6 separate regions of the Mus musculus genome follow, and all the other regions are linked to region 3. The links are chromatin contacts, called in public HiChIP or PLAC-seq and promoter capture Hi-C maps. All regions are on one chromosome and are shown on one strand. The core of a region is the stretch at or near the end of the contact, and the rest is flanking DNA. Distances in the headings are between cores, read along the strand shown. Region 1 overlaps N4bp1 (NEDD4 binding protein 1). Region 2 holds the start of Siah1a (siah E3 ubiquitin protein ligase 1A). Region 3 holds the start of Neto2 (neuropilin (NRP) and tolloid (TLL)-like 2). Region 4 holds the start of N4bp1 (NEDD4 binding protein 1). Region 5 overlaps Lonp2 (lon peptidase 2, peroxisomal). Region 6 has its middle 38 kb from the start of Gm39215.

Evidence for each region. Promoter capture Hi-C pulls out the DNA fragments that hold promoters and counts their contacts. HiChIP or PLAC-seq counts read pairs in DNA pulled down with a chosen protein or histone mark.
Region 1: a contact with region 3 is called in a promoter capture Hi-C map of embryonic stem cells, with 5 times the contacts expected there. The contact joins the enhancer-like site here to the promoter of Neto2 in region 3. A contact is called at or near these places in 7 of 39 promoter capture datasets (embryonic stem cells, hippocampal neurons, liver and 2 more), 5 of 115 datasets of contacts at active chromatin or transcription factors (astrocytes, embryonic forebrain, embryonic limb bud and 1 more) and 1 of 9 other capture datasets (embryonic stem cells).
Region 2: a contact with region 3 is called in a promoter capture Hi-C map of embryonic stem cells, with 4 times the contacts expected there. The contact joins the promoter of Siah1a here to the promoter of Neto2 in region 3. A contact is called at or near these places in 16 of 39 promoter capture datasets (the 3T3-L1 cell line, 3T3-L1-derived adipocytes, the C10 cell line and 11 more), 3 of 484 Hi-C or Micro-C datasets (embryonic stem cells and regulatory T cells), 8 of 115 datasets of contacts at active chromatin or transcription factors (astrocytes, embryonic forebrain, embryonic stem cells and 4 more) and 3 of 9 other capture datasets (adipose tissue, liver and macrophages).
Region 4: a contact with region 3 is called in a promoter capture Hi-C map of pre-B cells. The contact joins the promoter of N4bp1 here to the promoter of Neto2 in region 3. A contact is called at or near these places in 14 of 39 promoter capture datasets (the 3T3-L1 cell line, the C10 cell line, the HPC-7 cell line and 10 more), 5 of 484 Hi-C or Micro-C datasets (CD8 T cells, double positive thymocytes, embryonic stem cells and 2 more), 13 of 115 datasets of contacts at active chromatin or transcription factors (acute myeloid leukemia, embryonic forebrain, embryonic stem cells and 4 more) and 4 of 9 other capture datasets (adipose tissue, embryonic stem cells, liver and 1 more).
Region 5: a contact with region 3 is called in an H3K27ac HiChIP or PLAC-seq map of oligodendrocyte precursor cells, with 12 times the contacts expected there. The contact joins the enhancer-like site here to the promoter of Neto2 in region 3. A contact is called at or near these places in 17 of 39 promoter capture datasets (the 3T3-L1 cell line, 3T3-L1-derived adipocytes, the C10 cell line and 9 more), 5 of 115 datasets of contacts at active chromatin or transcription factors (embryonic forebrain, embryonic limb bud, oligodendrocyte precursor cells and 1 more) and 2 of 9 other capture datasets (embryonic stem cells and liver).
Region 6: a contact with region 3 is called in a promoter capture Hi-C map of liver, with 4 times the contacts expected there. The contact joins the enhancer-like site here to the promoter of Neto2 in region 3. A contact is called at or near these places in 7 of 39 promoter capture datasets (the 3T3-L1 cell line, the HPC-7 cell line, embryonic stem cells and 4 more) and 2 of 115 datasets of contacts at active chromatin or transcription factors (astrocytes and embryonic limb bud).

What each region holds. Positions count from the first base shown.
Region 1 is chr8:86,838,618-86,841,413 of GRCm38.p6, forward strand. N4bp1 (NEDD4 binding protein 1) reads right to left here. Exons shown (of 7, transcript NM_030563.2): 7 at 2,522-2,796. Among named protein-coding and RNA genes, the nearest start is that of Gm33877, 12 kb to the right of the region's middle. Within about 2 kb of position 1,389, at least 20 of the 459 cell types and tissues checked have an H3K27ac peak or open chromatin away from gene starts, as enhancers often do. A contact at or near this core is called in embryonic stem cells, where this site is marked.
Region 2 is chr8:86,744,740-86,747,464 of GRCm38.p6, forward strand. Siah1a (siah E3 ubiquitin protein ligase 1A) reads right to left here and starts at 1,267. Exons shown (of 2, transcript NM_009172.2): 1 at 1,078-1,267. It overlaps Gm10638 (predicted gene 10638), which reads left to right and starts at 960. Exons shown (of 1, transcript NR_027829.1): 1 at 960-2,321.
Region 3 is chr8:85,699,598-85,702,297 of GRCm38.p6, forward strand. It overlaps Neto2 (neuropilin (NRP) and tolloid (TLL)-like 2), which reads right to left and starts at 1,327. Exons shown (of 9, transcript NM_001357288.1): 1 at 1,044-1,327. The coding sequence starts at 1,077. Mir8109 (microRNA 8109) reads left to right here and starts at 1,308; the gene lies at 1,308-1,424.
Region 4 is chr8:86,883,925-86,886,754 of GRCm38.p6, forward strand. It overlaps N4bp1 (NEDD4 binding protein 1), which reads right to left and starts at 1,334. Exons shown (of 7, transcript NM_030563.2): 1 at 898-1,334. The coding sequence starts at 1,095.
Region 5 is chr8:86,712,692-86,715,391 of GRCm38.p6, forward strand. Lonp2 (lon peptidase 2, peroxisomal) reads left to right here. Exons shown (of 15, transcript NM_025827.3): 13 at 621-828; 14 at 1,212-1,402. Among named protein-coding and RNA genes, the nearest start is that of Gm10638, 32 kb to the right of the region's middle. Within about 2 kb of position 1,305, at least 41 of the 459 cell types and tissues checked have an H3K27ac peak or open chromatin away from gene starts, as enhancers often do. A contact at or near this core is called in oligodendrocyte precursor cells and stem cell-derived neural progenitor cells, where this site is marked.
Region 6 is chr8:86,786,702-86,789,439 of GRCm38.p6, forward strand. No RefSeq gene overlaps it. Among named protein-coding and RNA genes, the nearest start is that of Gm39215, 38 kb to the right of the region's middle. Within about 2 kb of position 1,365, at least 61 of the 459 cell types and tissues checked have an H3K27ac peak or open chromatin away from gene starts, as enhancers often do. A contact at or near this core is called in liver, where this site is marked.

The sequences.
Region 1 (2,796 bases), core at 139-2,638, 1.1 Mb after region 3:
GAGCTCTTTGAACCTTCTGGATGCTTTCTGATCAAGATAAAGAACTCTCAACTCCTTCTCCAGCACCTTTGTCTTAGTTAGGGTTCCATTGCTGTGAGGAGACACCATGACCATGGCAACTCTTATAAAGGACAACATTGAATTGGGGCTGGCTTACAGTTTCAGAGGTTTGGTTCACTATCATCATTGCAGGAAGCATGGTGGCATGCAGGCAGACATGGTGCTGGAGGAGGAGCTGAGAGTTCTACATCTTGGTTTGAAGGCAGCCAGGAGACTAGATTCTACATGGGGTGGAGCCTGAGCACAGACCTCAAAGCCCACACCTACGGTGACATACTTTCCGCAGAAAATCACACCTCCTAATAGTGCCACTCCCTATGGACCAAGCATTCAAATACATGAGTCTACGAAGGCCAAACCTATTCAAACCGCCCTGCTTATCAGATTGCTGGTGGTTGTGGACATCCAGAGCCAGCAGGATCAATACACACTGTGGTCGATGGCTAGGTAAGGTAATGAATGAGTTTAGTGAACAGACCCAACTGTACCCTTCCCTTGTTTCTTTCTTCAGAAATTGCCCTAGATGTGACTAGTCATTTCTTCCAGAATGTGAGGACACAGTGGTGGGGACAGGGATCAGGATGAGTCAATGGCAGCCAGCCACAGCAGGTGCTGAGAGCCAGCTTCAAGCTTGACACCCAGTCCTGACTGCAGTGCTGTCTCCTTCCCACCTCTTCTGACAGAATCTCACTTTATATTCCAGTCTGGCCTCAAACTTGCGGCAGCTCCCTTGTCCCAGCTGCCCAAGTGCCAGGATTTCAGGTATGCACAGCTGCGATAGCTTGCAGCAACACTCCAGTAGGGCAATGTTCAGCTCTGAGGGCATGCTGGGATCTGTGGGGGCAGTATCCATGTCATCAAGCCTTCCTTCCAGAGACTTGAGAGGCTGAGGAACTTTCTCAAGGTCACACAGCACTAGGTGTGTCAGACCAGGGTCCACATATTCACAACAGGGCCATTCTAACTGCCTCGTTCCTTCCCTCCAGCACTGTCTCTGTGGTTTGTTTTGGGTAGAAGGGACTCAGAGAACAGGTAAAGTGACCTGCTGCTATAGCCCTGTAGGCCACTCAGGAGGACCCTTCTTCGTGCAGCCTGTTTAGTTACTGCAACTTGAGACTGATCCAGGAGTCAGACAGGTGGCCGACCAGTGCAGGCCTGATTCCCTTTGCTGGGTCTGAATCCAGACTGTGTGGATAAGCAGGGCTAGCTGTAAACCTGGAGAGAGATGGCAAGCAAAATCCTAGAAGCTGCTGGCTACGGTGTAGAGTTCTGTGATTTGCAGCAAAACCCACCAAACAGGAAGCAGGAGTGTCAATTCCAGCCCCTGGGCCACGTCTCTGGCACTGGCTGTAGGACTCTGGCTTAGCTTTCCCAAGAAGTCACCCCCGGCCTTGGCAGCACCAGGTGTCTAGAGAATAGAAACCTGAACTGTTTTTAGAAGACCGGCGAAGCATGGTAGCCCTCACCTGTAACCCCAGCACTTGGGAGGCTGAGGCAGGAGGACTACCATAAGTTCAAGGCTAGCCTGGACTATAGACCGAGAGGGTCTAAAAACCAACCAACCAACCAACCAACCAAAACCTGCTGGGCATGGCGGCACTCACCTGTAATCCCTGTACTTAGGAGGCTGACACAGAGGTGGGAGGATCGTGTGTTTGGGAACTCAACCCAACCCCACCCCACCCAACCCAACCCAACCCAACCCCCAACCCAATGACATAATGTGCTCCAGGCCTCCTCCCACAGCACATAGGGCAGTGGAGGAAGCCTCCTAAGATAGAGGAGGGGAGGGGCACTAGGGAAGTTGGTGGGGGCGGGGCTCACTCAAGCAGGACACACAGAGCTGCATGTTGGCGCACTCCTGTTGTGCTGCTCGCACACATCTTCGGGCCCTCCCTGGACATTACGCTGGATGTCTTACATCAGCTGAGCCTGCCATGCTTTGCTAAGGACAGTGAGGCGCTTCACTAGGAGCACACACGTGATCTCAAGGGATTAATTCCAACATGAAACTGCTTCAGCAACAGAGAATCCTGGGCCTGGTGACATGTGAGAAAGCGCTTCCTTGACAAGGGGAGCTCAGAACCTCAGGGCCAGGAGTCTCTTGACCATGCATCTTCCCCATGGTAGAAAACGGTGCCAAAGGCTGCTATGGATCACCCCTCGGCTCCAACTAGCAATGGGGAAAATCCCAAGGAAGGCTGTCAGGAGAGGCTTGGGCCAACTGACTGCTCGGGATGGTTCCATCTGGTCAGGATTCCAGGGCTAGGCAACTCTGTCCAGGATGGTATGTGCTGAATTCCTCCCACCCCCACCTCCAAAGGGGGACAGATCGAGCCAGGCAATTGGACCCACCCCCAAATTGAACAAAGGTGGGTCCCGTCTCTGAACACGATCACCATAGATCCTCCAGGGACCTCTTGCCAAAGCCGCAGTCAAGAAAGCACCACCCTCCAGCTCTCACTTGAACAGACATTTATTGAGCACCTACCAAGTGCAAGGCACTTTTAGGTGCCACAAGAGATACAGAGTGACCATATGGTCCCTGCCCACGAGGAGCTCACAGTCTAGAGGGAGGCAACACAGTACACAGTTGGCTGCAGCTACACCGGCCAGAGTGGTAAGAGCCAGAAGCAAGACACCAAATTGCCATGGGGCCACAGAATAGCATAGAGCTGCTTCTGCTCTGAACACAAAGAGAACTCAGGGCTGGGCCTTTGAGGAGGCAGGCTGTAG
Region 2 (2,725 bases), core at 17-2,516, 1.0 Mb after region 3:
CTGTCCTCTAAACCCTTTCATTTCTTAAAACAGTAAAACCCAAATACTAACCCGGTTTTATATAACCCGATTTCAAACATTTTGGGCTATGTACTTCCAACGCATCCATGCCAAAATAACTTAAGCGAATTTTATGAGGCAAGGACCTTTAGCAGTAATCATTTACTGTAATAGCTTAGCACTTACTAAGAGCTCTCTGCACATCAACTATTTCCCATCTCATCGGTTCTCAATAGGCTTGAGACAAATACTCTCCATCAGACCCATTTTGCAGATTAGCAAAATGAAGCACCAAAATCGTGCCCAAGGTCACAAACCCGTGGGGCAGGATTGGAATCAAAGCAGGAGGGCAGAGTTCGGAGCCCATGCTCCAAGCGCTTTTACAAGTTAACATTTCACCCTGGACAATAGCCTAGCAAGAAATGGTAAATGCTCAACGCTAGAAAGAGCAGTAAGATCCCTGTCCTACATCCACGTTCAGGGCTTCCATGACTTTGACAAATCAGCTACATGGCCTCATTTACCGAATGCACAAATGTAACTCTTATGCCAGGGCAAACAAATTCTGTATCTTTCCAGGAACAGACGGTCCGCAGCGGCCCAGGGCGTACACACTAAGTTGCATCTGGGAGCTTGGAGGGACCCCGAACTATCCCGCAAAGGAAGCTGGGCGGAGCAAGGCTTAGGCTTAAAGGCTGGAGCTGCCCAGGCGGGCGTCCGCGCGCTCGCTCGTGGCGACATAAACAAGGGAGGAGGCTGCGTTCTTCCCCGCACAATAAAGGCGCGGGTCCGGGGGAGGCCGCCCTCCCGGAGCCGCCGAGGCAAGGCCCGACCGCGGCCCGCGAAGCGCGCGGCTGACCTCCGCCATGTTGGCCGTACACCGGGCCACACAACAAAGACTGAGCGAGGGCGCGGGCCGTAGTCTCGGCGCGCCCGCCCGCCCTCCGCCTCCCGGAGCCGCCGCTGTCGGCTGGGCCCGCCCGGAGAGGCCGAGACAAAGGCGCCGCGGCTCCGCGAGGGGACCCGCCGGCCCTCCCCGGGCCGCGGCCAGCTCCTCCCTCCAGGCCGCCCGCTTACCTGTGGGCGGAGAGCGCGCCGCGGACCCCGGCCCCGTCTAACGCGCCCGGTCGCCAGCTGCCGCCGCCGCCACCGCCACCGCCACCGTCACCGCCGCCACCGCGGGCCGCGCCTCCACCTCTCCCGGCACCGAGACCGACGGGACACCCTGGGCCGCCGCCCTCGAGAGCGCGCCCGCCCGGCAGCCCGGCTTCCCTGCCGCCGCCGCCGCCGCCCCGCGCGCTCTCGAGCTCGCCGCGCGCGCCCGCTAAGTACCACACACTGCGGCGGCCGCCATGAGCGGGAGCGCGCACCGAACCCGGCTGGGCGGGGCTTCCCACGGCCACGCACGCGCAGAAGCGGCTGGCGGCTGCTGCCCGCACTCGGTGGCGGTTGGCGTCGAGACGCTTCGGTTACCGGAGCAGCGTCCCGAGCATCCCCACGAGGCGGCTGCGCTGTCTCGGGCCGTTACTGTGGGATTGACTGGGTTCGCGCCGTCCTCTCTCCGGGTCCGCGGTCTGTAGCGGCCTCCACGACCCCACTCCTGGAGGAGAAGAGGGCCGCGCCTCCCGGTAGGCTCGTTGAAAGCTGGCCAGTAAGAAGCACGCCTTTAAGTCCACTTTCCCACTCATCTGGGAAGCTGATGTTGGGGACTGTCCACCCTGCTGCTTTAGGTTAAAAAACGGAGCCGTGCACTAGGCAAGCAGAAGCAGGATCTTCACAAGTTTGGGGCCAGTCTGGTTTATACAGAGTTTTCTGGGACTTCCCGGGGAGACCTTTTATCCAAAATAAATGAAGACCTCATCTCAAGGGTTACGGGTGCTTTCGTGAGGAGTGGTTGCCTGGGCTGAGACTCAGTCCCCAGTTGCGAGTGAAGGGGTAGAAACCTTTAGATTTGATTCTGGGGTGTGGGATTGTGTGGAGGTCAGAGGACGAGTTGCGAGTGCTGGGGGTGGAGCGCAAGTGGCCAGCCTTGGTGGCAGGGCCTCTGCTGAGCCATCTCGCAGAGTCCCCGTTAGTCTTTCCATGGATGCCTCTGTCTGACTAGGTTAACCGAATGTAAGGCGTTTACAAATCCTGAGCAGATTTTCAGGGAAGAACTGTAGAAATGCAATGCTGTGAGAAAAGTACTTTTTCTATGGGGTTTCAAGAAAGGAAGAAAAGTCTCCTCTCAGCCTTCCATCAGCACAAACTCCGCCCTCTTCCAGAACTCAAATTTGTTCTCAATGAATGTTCAGCTTTCCTCAATGTATTTGTAATCTGTGCTTGTGTTGATATTTCTATTCTCGATCTAGTATCTCACTGTAGCCCTTCCTCTGAGACCATTAGCACAACCAAACAGTTGAGAATGTAAATTAATTAAGTTAAAAGCACCATATACTACAAATCTGTTGGTCCCCAAAGCTCAACAGCCAGATAAGGAGCTTGCATTATGTAGGTTCATGAAGATTGTCGATATTAGTGGTGTTCTTGTTCATTTAAAATACTTGATTTACATAGGGAGTCTAAGATAACCCATCATAAACTCTGCTTTGTCATGAAACTTACCAAGTAGGAAGTCATACATTCACTCTCATATTCGTTGGACAAATGATAATTATCAACTAGTCCTGAGAATACTAAATCATCAACTAGTCCTGAGGATATTAATCATCAACTAGTCCTGAGA
Region 3 (2,700 bases), core at 77-2,576:
TTAACTGAAATAAATATTCACTGGCTAGAAGGTTAGTGGTTATCTTGGCACAGTCTGAACATAAAAGTATTGATATGCATATAGTTAGGTAGGTAAATATTTAAATTAAATGGCTGTAACGTCAATTAGTAATTTATGAATATTTGTCCAATTATGAAGTTTGTCTAAAACGTTGTTAGTTCAAGAACAACAAAAAGTTCCACTGAACTTTCTAACAAAACAAATTTGAAAATAAGGTGTTAACACGTACCAGGAAAACACCAAAATGTGTAATTGTGCAAATATCAGGATTCAGTGCTAAAAATGTAAGCGCCAGTATTTTAACACTGTCATACTTTCTCTCTTAATATAAGAGGATTTAAAAAAAAAAACCCATTCAGATATTATTCATTTGCAATTAAATCATTTGGGGAAAAGGAAGTCATTTGCTGAAAGGCGGTGCTTTTTCTTGAGATTTATGAAAGGATCAATCCAGGACGAGTTCTGGAATAAACTTTGCCTCTCAATGTAAACCATCTAGAAATATTTATCTGAAACAGCACCTCCGCGGAGAGGCAGCCTCTCAGTGGCTTTAGGAGCTCGATGCTGTCAGCTCGCCGGCCGCTGCCGACCCGTGCATCCTCCGCACAGGACTCATGAGGCAGCGGGACTCGGCGATCCCGGGAAGGCAGCGCGGGGCGCGGGGCGCGGGGGGCATGCAGGGCCGCCGCGCAGCCCCGAGCCCGCAGTGGTGCCGCAGCCTCCCGGCCGCAGCAGGTGGGACCCGCGGGAGGCGCGGACATTGGGGGCTTCTCCGAAACCGCTGCGGCGCGTCGGAGTTGGGGCTTTCGTGGTTTGTGTGCTACCACTTTCTGCGGTGGCAACCTGGGGCCACCGGCCTTCGCTTCGCACACTTTGCAAGGCGCGGAGTCGCCGGCGTCCCCCGGAGCGAGCTCGCAGCGGCGGCGGGCGGCCTGGCCCAGACAAAGGGCGCGAAGGCGGCGGCGGAGCGGAGCGGAGCGCGGCCTGGCCCGCAAGGGGGCGCTGCCCGCACCCGCGCTTACCTTTGAGGACCGCGCAGAGCTGCTCCAGGGCCATGTTCCTCAGCGTCGGCGCTCCGAGAGCGCCCGAGGCGGCGGCGCGGTGGTCACGGCCCGGCGGGGTAGCTTCGCTCCGTCCCCATCGCCGGCCGCCGCCGCTTCCTAGCAGCGGGCGCAGCGCCTCGGCCCGCCGTGCCGGGTCCCCGACGGCCGCCGCCTCTCGGCGGGCTGAGGAAAGCCAGCGGCGGACGCTCCCGCGGCGGGCTCCCTTGAAGTGGCGCGCGCCGGGAGCCCCGGCTCATTTAAGCAGCGAGCGCAGCGCCGCGTGCCGGCCGCGGGGCCACTGCGCACGCGCAGCCCCGCCCTCCCGCGTGCCCCGCCCGCCACTCGCTTCCCGGGCCTCGCGCGCGGCCCACCCCTCCCTGCCGGTGTCTTCTCGAAGCCTTGAGCTCCCCAGGTCCGATTTTTCCATCCCCTCTCGGAGGACCTCAAGCTCAGGTGCTTGAAAACGTCTGCTCAGCCTTGCTGATCTCGGTGGAAGGGAGACCCCCGCGGGGGCCCTGGAGGTGCCCGGGTGAGTTCCCCCGGCCAGCAGTAAGGGTTGTTGCACCTACTGAACCTTCTCCAACAGTTGCCAGGCACAGCGCTGCTTGAGGAATCCTCACTCCCAGTCCTCGCCACAGTGGGCTGAAAGCTCCACGCCAGCCAGAAAAGTGAAACTTTGTTCTAGCTGCAGAGACAGGCGCGACTGAATGCAGACTGGGTCTCCCCAAGGCCACCCCTAACCACAGCCGTACAGACGGACCGCTGAGCGCCACCGGAAAGGAATTATATGTGCCTTGGATAGTTTGTGCATGATCTCGTCTTCCTCCAGCTCTTGTGCATTGAAATTGTCTTGCTGGCAGAGCTGCTTCATCCTACTGAAATAGAAATGACTTGAATGCAGGCGGGCTACAGTCATTTATTGGTTTGAGTTATGTGCATATAACAATGACTGGTATTGGGGGGCCTACCAATATTAAGTCCCTACCGTAATTGATCTGATATATAAATGTTTATCTAGCAAATTATGGCTAATTAGAACGTCCAGCAACTGAACAAAATATTCCAAGGGTGTCACATTCTTTCTTTTCTTGGATCGCTCTAAGAAAGTCACAGAAGTATAAGCAATTAACAAGTTTATAAATAAAACCAATTAACACCTATTAGCATAAAGTTGTTTAGCCCTTTGCTGTGTGCTTCAGTGGTTATGAAAGATGTGTGATTTGGGGCTTATAAGGTGATCACCTGCAGTTAAATTAAAATTGCACCCAGGAACCAGTGAATAAGGCATTTTAGAACCTTTTCCACAAATAAAATAATGATAAATGGGGACAGCAGTTAATAATTCAGTTTAAGTCCTGGGCAAGAGTGGATAAAGAAACTGGGAAGCCCTTTGAGTTTCTGGATCAACAATGCATAGTTGTTGATGGAGGAAAAGAAAAAAAACCCAAAAAACAAAAAACAGCCTGTATGATGTCATCAGAGAACGCTCCATGAAAAAGGGGAGAAAGAAGATGGAAAATGTTTGGATGGCAAGTGAAGAGGAGGGGTGTAGTCATGATTGTCAAGTGTCAGGTAAGATGCAAGTGTGAGCAGGGAATTTGGGACAAGTGTCATCAGAAACTAAAGATTAAAGAGA
Region 4 (2,830 bases), core at 84-2,583, 1.2 Mb after region 3:
CAAGAGGGGCAGAGAGGGGCATTCTCCTAAGTTCCCAGATCTGACCCTCGAAACACCAAAGAGGAAACAATACCTTATTCCTCAACTTCCTACTCCTCCCCGGGAGCTTAAGATGCTATACAATACACCTTCAGCCTTCTCCCACCCACGGCTTGGAGGACTCTCTTGCATAGAAGCAATTAAATTGCCCGTTCTCCTGGCAACCTGTCGACTAACCTGGCTATTTCACTGACTCAATGAGATTTTAGAGGCATAAGCGCCTCCGCGGTCAAATTTTGCTGTTTTCTGACAAGGGGGAGGGGCTGATGGCGGTGCTGAATCTGAAATACTGATTATACACAAGGTGAGTCACCGCTTAGTTTCAGTTTCTCCAGTTGTTCATTTAATAGAAGGAACAAGCCCTATCAAAACGTATTCGCCGGATTTTTAAAGCCTGCGTATTCCTTTTGTGGTACTCGGCGGAATGTCAGAAGTGTAACAACCATCATTTAATCGTAGAACACCAACACTACAGGAATAATATTTTTAACGCAGCTACCAAATATTCTACCTCTGAAGCGTCTGGTCATTACATGCGTTCCCTTCCTGATTTCCTAGAGGTTCAGGCCTAAGATTCCCAAAGGGTTTAGAAGCCCTGGAGTGGCGGCCTGGAGGGTGAAGACCAACCAGGAGCATCGAGCCTTGCGCACATCCAAGGGACCAGCGGACGGAGGGAGCGCGAGCCCGCTCAGCGCGCGTGCTCCGGGGCCTGATGGCTCTGCGTTCTGCGCACTTCGCGAGGGACCAGTCAGGGAGATGCTTTCGCAGCGCCCTTTACAAACAGGGACCCCGAGGCTCCCAGGACGGACCCGCTCCGAGCGCCCCGCGCGCGGCCCGTGCGAGCCAGGCCGGACTCACCTTGGCGCTGTGCACCGCCTCCTGCGCGCCGCGGAGTTGCAGCCAGATACGCGCGGGCAGCGGCTCCTCCGCCCCGAGGGCGCCGAGCACGGCCAAGCCCACCCCGAACAGAGCCTCGATGCGCCCGCGGCTCCGCTCCAGCAGCGCCGCCTTCTCCGCGGGCGCCGTGAACTCATCCAGCACCACCCGGGCCGCCATGGCGGGCGCGGCCTCCCGGGGCGCCGGGGGCCAGCGGCGGCGACGCCCCCTCAGCGTGCCGCCGCTGCACCGAGCCGCTCAGGAGGCGTGGGCCGTGCCGGCCTCCTCGCCCGCCCGCAGGCCCCGCTACACCATCACGACACGGCCGCCGCAGCTTAGCAACTGCGGGCAGAGACTCCCCGCCACCCCGCTGCCCCGCTGCCCCGCTGCCCCGCCACGGCCGCCGCCGCCGCCGCCACAGCCGCCACGCATGCGCTCAGCCCGCCGCCGTTGTGGAAACTCGCCGCCCCGTCGCGAAGGGTGCGTTGGTAGGCTGAGGGCAACGGAAGTCGACGCCACACGCTGTCACCATGTTGACCGTGGGCAAGCGTCGGCAGGCGAGGCCTGGGCGGCCATATTTGATAAGGGCCTGATGCCTTTGGGCATCTAGTAGAAGGATTTTACATTGATAGGCAAATGGTGATTCTTTTCCTTCTTTTTACTTCCTTCCTTTCCCCTTTTTACTTACTTCAGAAAAAAAAGAAAAATCGTAACAGGAAAAGAAAATGGGACAACCAGTAAAGAATTAAAAGGCCAAATTGCTGGTCTAGTGTCAATTACTGTCATCCCACTGGGGTGGGAGAATGAGGTAGGCAGATAGTCATTTGCTGAAGGCAAGCCTGAGCTACATAATTCCAAACCAGTTTGAGCTATAAAGTGAAACCTTGTCTCAAAAACCAAACAAGAGCTGTTTCGGTGGAGTGCTTATTGGGTATCATAAGGACTGGGAGTTTGATTTGGCTATCATCACTCCAGGAAAGAGAACAGATCTTCAACCCCAGCTCCAGCTGAGACCTGAGGGCTTGCTGGCTTGCAGCTTAGCTAACAAAAGGCAAAAGGGGAGCCACAGATCCAGGGAGAAACTCAATCTTAAAGGAGTAGATGACATTGTAGAGGAGATCACCCAAAGGCCCCTCTGGCCTCTGCTTAGAGAGAGAGGTGCTTACCATCACACACTTATGCCCATACATTCCACACAAGTATATGCATAACTCTAAAATAAATCTATTTTTTAAAAAGTTGGGCATGGTGTCATAAGCCTAAAATTGTGGTAGCACTTAGATAGTTGAGACCAGAGTCAATCAAACAAAAAACCAAATACCTTCTTCTAATGGCGTGGCCAAGTGAGCAGTTTCTTTACTGTACCTCTGGCATACAGGAAAGGGGAAAGGCAATTTCAGTAGAGTTATGTGTGTTATGTGAGGGGCAAAAATAATAGGGATCATACTGTGGGACTAGGGCAAATAAACCAAACCCTTCTTCTGGCCTGTGTTTCTGTTAAGTCAAAGGCATCACTTGATTCCAATGCTTCCCAGATGTAAGCTTTCTTCTTCTTTTTAATTATTTATTCACTTTATGTATATGAGTACACTGTAGCTGTCTTTGGACACACCAGAAGAGGGCATTGAATCCCACTACAGATGGTTGTGAGCCACCGTGTGGTTGCTGGGAGTTGAACTCAGGACCTCTGGAAGAGCAGTCAATGCTTTATAAACCACCAAACTATCTCTCCAGCCTGACATAAGTTTTCTTGAATCCTTAAAAACAAATTGTGAAAGATAAAGTATTGGTTTCTGTAGCTGGTTTTTGCTACTTTATGGGTTCTTCTTTCTCCCACACTTTATCCCCCTACCCCAGTTTCACTCCCTATCACGAGGTAGGAGAGAAAGAAGGGTAGAGGAGAGAGAGGGAGAGA
Region 5 (2,700 bases), core at 55-2,554, 1.0 Mb after region 3:
AAGTTGCACATTGGATTGTCCTTGGTGGCACACTGTGCTTATTCTCTGGAGATATGGGGGTGCAGTCAAAGTTAGCATTGCTGTCTTCCAGATGCTAATCTGTATCTTCATACCTAGGGTGTATTAACCAGTAGTTTATCAACTAGACACATAGCCCCAGCTAAGCAGCTTGTTCCTCTTAAACTGGCATCCAGGTAGCACTGCCCTGAGTCTAGGATATCACCAAGGAGTGGCGACAGAAAGCCTGTGAGAGCTATAACTTGTCAGATAAGTGTTAGTGAGAAGATTGTTGCTCCCTGAAGCTCACATACTAAAAAGCCAGCCAGGCTTTGGATATGTAGAGATACACAGTCCATTGAAGATACCCTGAAAATCAAGGCATATGTACCTAGACCCAACTACTCTTGGAAGTCAGTTCCTCACCCATGTGTAGAGCTATATACATCTGGTGAATGCTAAATAAGAACATCCAGATAGTGAGACATGTGACTCAAAATAATGTCAGGTAATAAGCTGTCAGAAGTTAGTGCTTAAGTTTGCAGTCTTACAAGACAGTGTGATTAAAGTGCTCTGGAAATAATTTCTGCATGTTGTCATAACTAATATTTTCATCTTTCAAGGTATCTGAGCGTTTGAGTCAACCTGGAGTGGCAATAGGGTTAGCATGGACTCCCTTGGGTGGCAAAATCATGTTTGTGGAAGCAAGTAGAATGGACGGTGAAGGCCAACTAACACTGACCGGCCAGCTTGGGGACGTCATGAAGGAGTCTGCCCATCTCGCCATTAGCTGGCTTCGAAGCAATGCAAAGAAATACCACCTGACTAATGGTACATGGCCTAACTGCAGTGGGACACAGCTGGGAAGGAGGGCCCTGGACCGTAATCCAGGGAGTATCTAACTAACTCTGAGACAAGGATGACACCATTCACTAAAGTCCCGGGTTTGGCTTCTGAATCCATAGAGACTCAAGTGATCGCGTTAGACTATCTGGCTGAGTCCCTGAACTAGATACAGAAACAAACCTTTAAATCACACTTAAGAGAGAAGGAGTCTTACCGTCCAGACCTCACTCAAAGTACACTATCCATTAATATCTTTAAGCATTCATTTATACAAAGCATTCATTTTTGTGTTTGATTTTATTCAGAGAAAAAAAAAACTGGGCTTAATTTTTCTACATTAAATCCTTTCTTTTTCCCCCTTTTTAAAGCTTTTGGAAGTTTTGATCTTCTTGACAACACAGACATCCATCTGCACTTCCCAGCTGGAGCTGTCACAAAAGATGGACCATCTGCTGGTGTTACCATAGTAACTTGTCTCGCCTCACTTTTCAGTGGGCGGCTTGTGCGCTCAGATGTAGCCATGACTGGGGAAATTACGCTGAGAGGGCTTGTTCTTCCAGTAAGTATAGAAAACAGATCATGTACTTGTAATATTTATTTAAATTAGTAATTTTAAATTTACATGAATAGTAGCTTTCTGTAAAAACTTTGGCTAAAAATTTTAAATATTAAAATTTTAATACCTGTAACTAACTTATATTTTAAACTTTTGGTCAAGTAAAGAACGCCTGACCATCTCCCAAGTTTCCCTATGATCTAAAAATATTTAAGGGAAAAGAAATATCAGTGTGGTTATAGAAAAATCAGCCGTTCATCAGAATGCCTGCAGTCTCTTCTCTCTTCTTAGCAGTGAGGTGTGCTGCGTGTACCGTTGGCTTTCAAGCTCATTCCATGCTTTTTCAAGTTCCTTTGAGACATCCTAGCACCTTGTAGGAATCTTAAGAGTACCATAATTGGCAAGATTTATAGCAAAACAAGTTCAAAAGTCCTGCCTGGATCTGCAGGTTCCTGGGCTCCAGTGGGTATCCTGACCTGCATGCAAATGCTGTGGGAGCACCCGGACTTAGGGCTCTGTGACTGTGCCAGGACTTGTCTGACAGGACAAAATGTTGACGACAGAGCCATAACAAGAAAAGGAAGAGGAGGATGTGCAGCAGCAGCAGCAGCAGCAGCAACAAATATTCTTTTCCCTGCTAAAGTCCTTACACGGATGAGAGTAGGTTATAGACTCACTAAAGGGGCCAGGCACTTGCAAAATCCGAGCAACTCAGGAAGATTGAAGCAGCGTGGGCAACCTGGTGAGACCTTGCCTCAAAGTAAAAAAGATCTAGAAATATGGCTCGGTAGCAGAGGACTTGCTTGTTATTAGTCTTTCATGTAAGACTTAGTTCAATTCCTATTGAAAACCACTAAAATTATTGTACTCCAATATTTTCATTCAACCATGCAAGGACCATGAAAAAAAATAATAGAATTTTTAAAAAATACTTGCTAAGGCTGAAAAAAGGGGAACATTTTAGATTTTAGTTTAGAATTGGTTAAAAAAATGACTAAACATACATACACATATCACATATATATGTGGTGTGAGTGTGTGTGTGTGTGTGTATCATCTTAAAAGCAGCATACAGTCTAGCCAATTAGGCTAGAGTAAGTGTTGAAGGTACTGAGCCTGTAGGCATCGTTCTTGTGGCTCAGGGTCTACCTGCATGCAGGCCTCAGTCCTGGGTCACTGAAGAGGAGGACCTGCTGCGTGATGCACAGGAGGCCCAAGTCGTCTGCACCTTGGGGTTTTCCCCAGGCTGTGTAGGGCAAGTGATCCAAGATAACAATCCAGGCAGAAGCTTTCTTTTAATA
Region 6 (2,738 bases), core at 115-2,614, 1.1 Mb after region 3:
GGCAGAGGCAGAGGGGAAGAGGCTTATTGTTTGGCAGGATGGGAGAACTTGAAGGCAGTGCTGTTATTTATAGGCTAAGTGATGTCATCTTGCTTCCTTCCTACAGCCTAAAATCCCCAGAGCTCCCTTCTAGTCCCCAGACCTCCTTTTCTCCCCAACCATCCTTGTTTGGTTTCTGTAGGTTTTTTGTTTTAAAATTTTATTTTTATTTTATGTGTATGAGTATTACCCGACATATATGAATCCATGCCATGTACGTGCTTGGTGCCTGTGGAAGCTGGGGCGCGGGGTGGGGTGGGGTGTCAGATACCCTGGAATTGCAATTACAGACAGTTGTGAGAGTCCGTGAGGGCCAGAAACCAAACCTGGGTCTTTGCAAGAGCAATAAGTGCTCTTAACTACTGAGCCATCTATCCAGCCTTGTTATTTATTGATTTGTTTGTTCGTTTTTTGTTTTGTTTTGTTTTCTTATGTTTGTTTTTGAGTTGTTTTTGAGACAGGGTCTCACAGTGTAGCCCATGCTGGCTTTAAACTGACAAAAATATCTGCTTCCCTCTGCTTCCCAAGGGCTATGATTAAATGTGCGTCACCATTCTTAGCTGTTGTTTTAGCAATAAAATATTGATTTCCTTAGTGCCTGATTCCTCAGAAATTCAAAAGGGCAGCTGAGAAATAATAATTCAGCCACCTAACAAGTCATTTTTTTCATTTTTGGACTCTATAGCCCAGGCTAGCCTCAAACACACTAAGCACCCGTCTGGCTTCATACCTGAAATTCATTCGGCTACCTAATTATCCAAGGCAACATTTATGGGGATGACTGCGCGCAGGACCTGGTTCTTTCTCTCTATTACTGCTGTGGTCCATCCAAGCCAACCTTCTTCTCCCAGCTTTGCAGATGGGAAAGCTGAGGCATGGCAAACAGAAATCTCCTTCCCAGGGTCATTTAAGAGGCATAAAAAGCAGAGCCCGGCCCCTCCTCCACAGGCGTACAGCTCAGAACGCAGCTCCTGTTTCTGGTGTTGGAGGGTTTGTGGGTGGTGGCTGACTATTAGATGCAATGGCTGTCAATGACTGCAGAAAGTGGGTTTGTTTGTTTTGCTTTGTTTTACTGTTAAAAGTGAACCTGAAGAACTAGCTCATTTCTGGCTCTAATTACAAGTAAGATCGCTTTTCCTGATGGTCATCTCCCATCATTCCTCAGCACGGAAGCCAGGAAACACAACTCTTGGAACATAAAGTGTTTGAGAGGAAGAGAATGAGAGCGATAGAGACTGACCCGAAAGCCCACTCCTGTCCTACTGGACCCCTTCCCAGTCGTGGGGCAGCCAGGCCATGTGGAGAGATGCCAGTGCGCAGTCGCGTGGGCTGCGGGGCCAGGGCTGCCACAGTCTGTGGTTTGAGTTGTATGTTTGTTTTTGTTAGAGGGAGTTGAGTTTGTTTTTTTGGCTTCGTTTCATCATCAGGAAAATATCCAGACCCAACTGAGGTGCTTTTGACCTCATTCAGGCAGCTGAGCCCAGAATTCCCGATGCCTCTGGGGAAGCAATGAAAGTGTGTGTGTGTGTGTGTGTGTGTGTGTGTGTGTGTGTGTGTGTGTATGAGAGTTCTTTTCTTGGCTTTTGCACTTCAAGGCCTATGCTCTTGTGCAAGCATTAAGGGTTGCTCTATTGCTTAACACGGGGGGCGGGGGACACAGAGGCCCTGAATTAGAGGACTATGAGAGAAGATATCTTTGACCCCTGCACCCCATTTAAGCCTCAAGTTAGAGACAATCCAGAAGCTTCGTAGGATGGGGAGCAGAGGGGTACTGCTGGGCACTCCCACGTTCCTTCCTATGAGAGGTCTGTCTATAATACATGGAGGAGGATTCTCAGCAACAAGCTTTGAGGACAGCTGGGCCACTGTGTCCTTGATAACAATCATCTGATAACCCCACCCCCACCCCCGAAGCAATCATAGGCAACCCTGAGAAAGAACTGAGTACCCAGAGTTGCCCTACATGGTGTGCTTGACGAATAATATGTCCAGAAAAGCAAAACAAAAAACCCCACATCTGTGTTGAAGATTCTGTAGGTTGACTGACTGATTAGAGCTTTCCTGGCTGGAAGGGTGGAATGTTGTAGATCTGGAACCAAGTTATCTCTTACCTTGCTCCTAGCGATTCCTTGCTGACCTCCATGTTTGATCTAATATCCTTTCTACTATCAGTTTTCAAAACCTTTGAACTGCACTAACCTATAGGTCACTAGCTTCCACCAACTCCAAAGGTAAGAATGTCATCAGATAGCATCTGAGGCCACAGCTGAGCTACTCTGCTATGTCATGTCTGCCTGTGGCACTCAGCAGTGTATTTGGTTGTCATTAAGGCACTGATTTACCACTTTCCTTTTAGTGACTGGTAAAAACTCACATAACCATAGCCACATTAACTTGCTTTTTGAGGCAACCTGAATCTAGGTCCCCTGGCCATAGTTATTCATTTTCAGCTCAGAATAAATGACCTTTTGTTCTATTTAAGGTGAGAGCCGTGTTTAATCTCAACACGAGCAAAAGGTGAGTCAGGAAAAAAAAAACTAACTTGAGTGTTAGGGGAACAGGTTTCTTTCCCCTAAGACACTAGGTTTGCAGTCAGACACTAGTTTTGCTGTCACTGGGCATGGTGGCATTTCTCTAGAGAACATACCATTGCTTTGAGGAGCTCGAGGTGGCTCAGAATAACCACAGAGTCGAGGGAA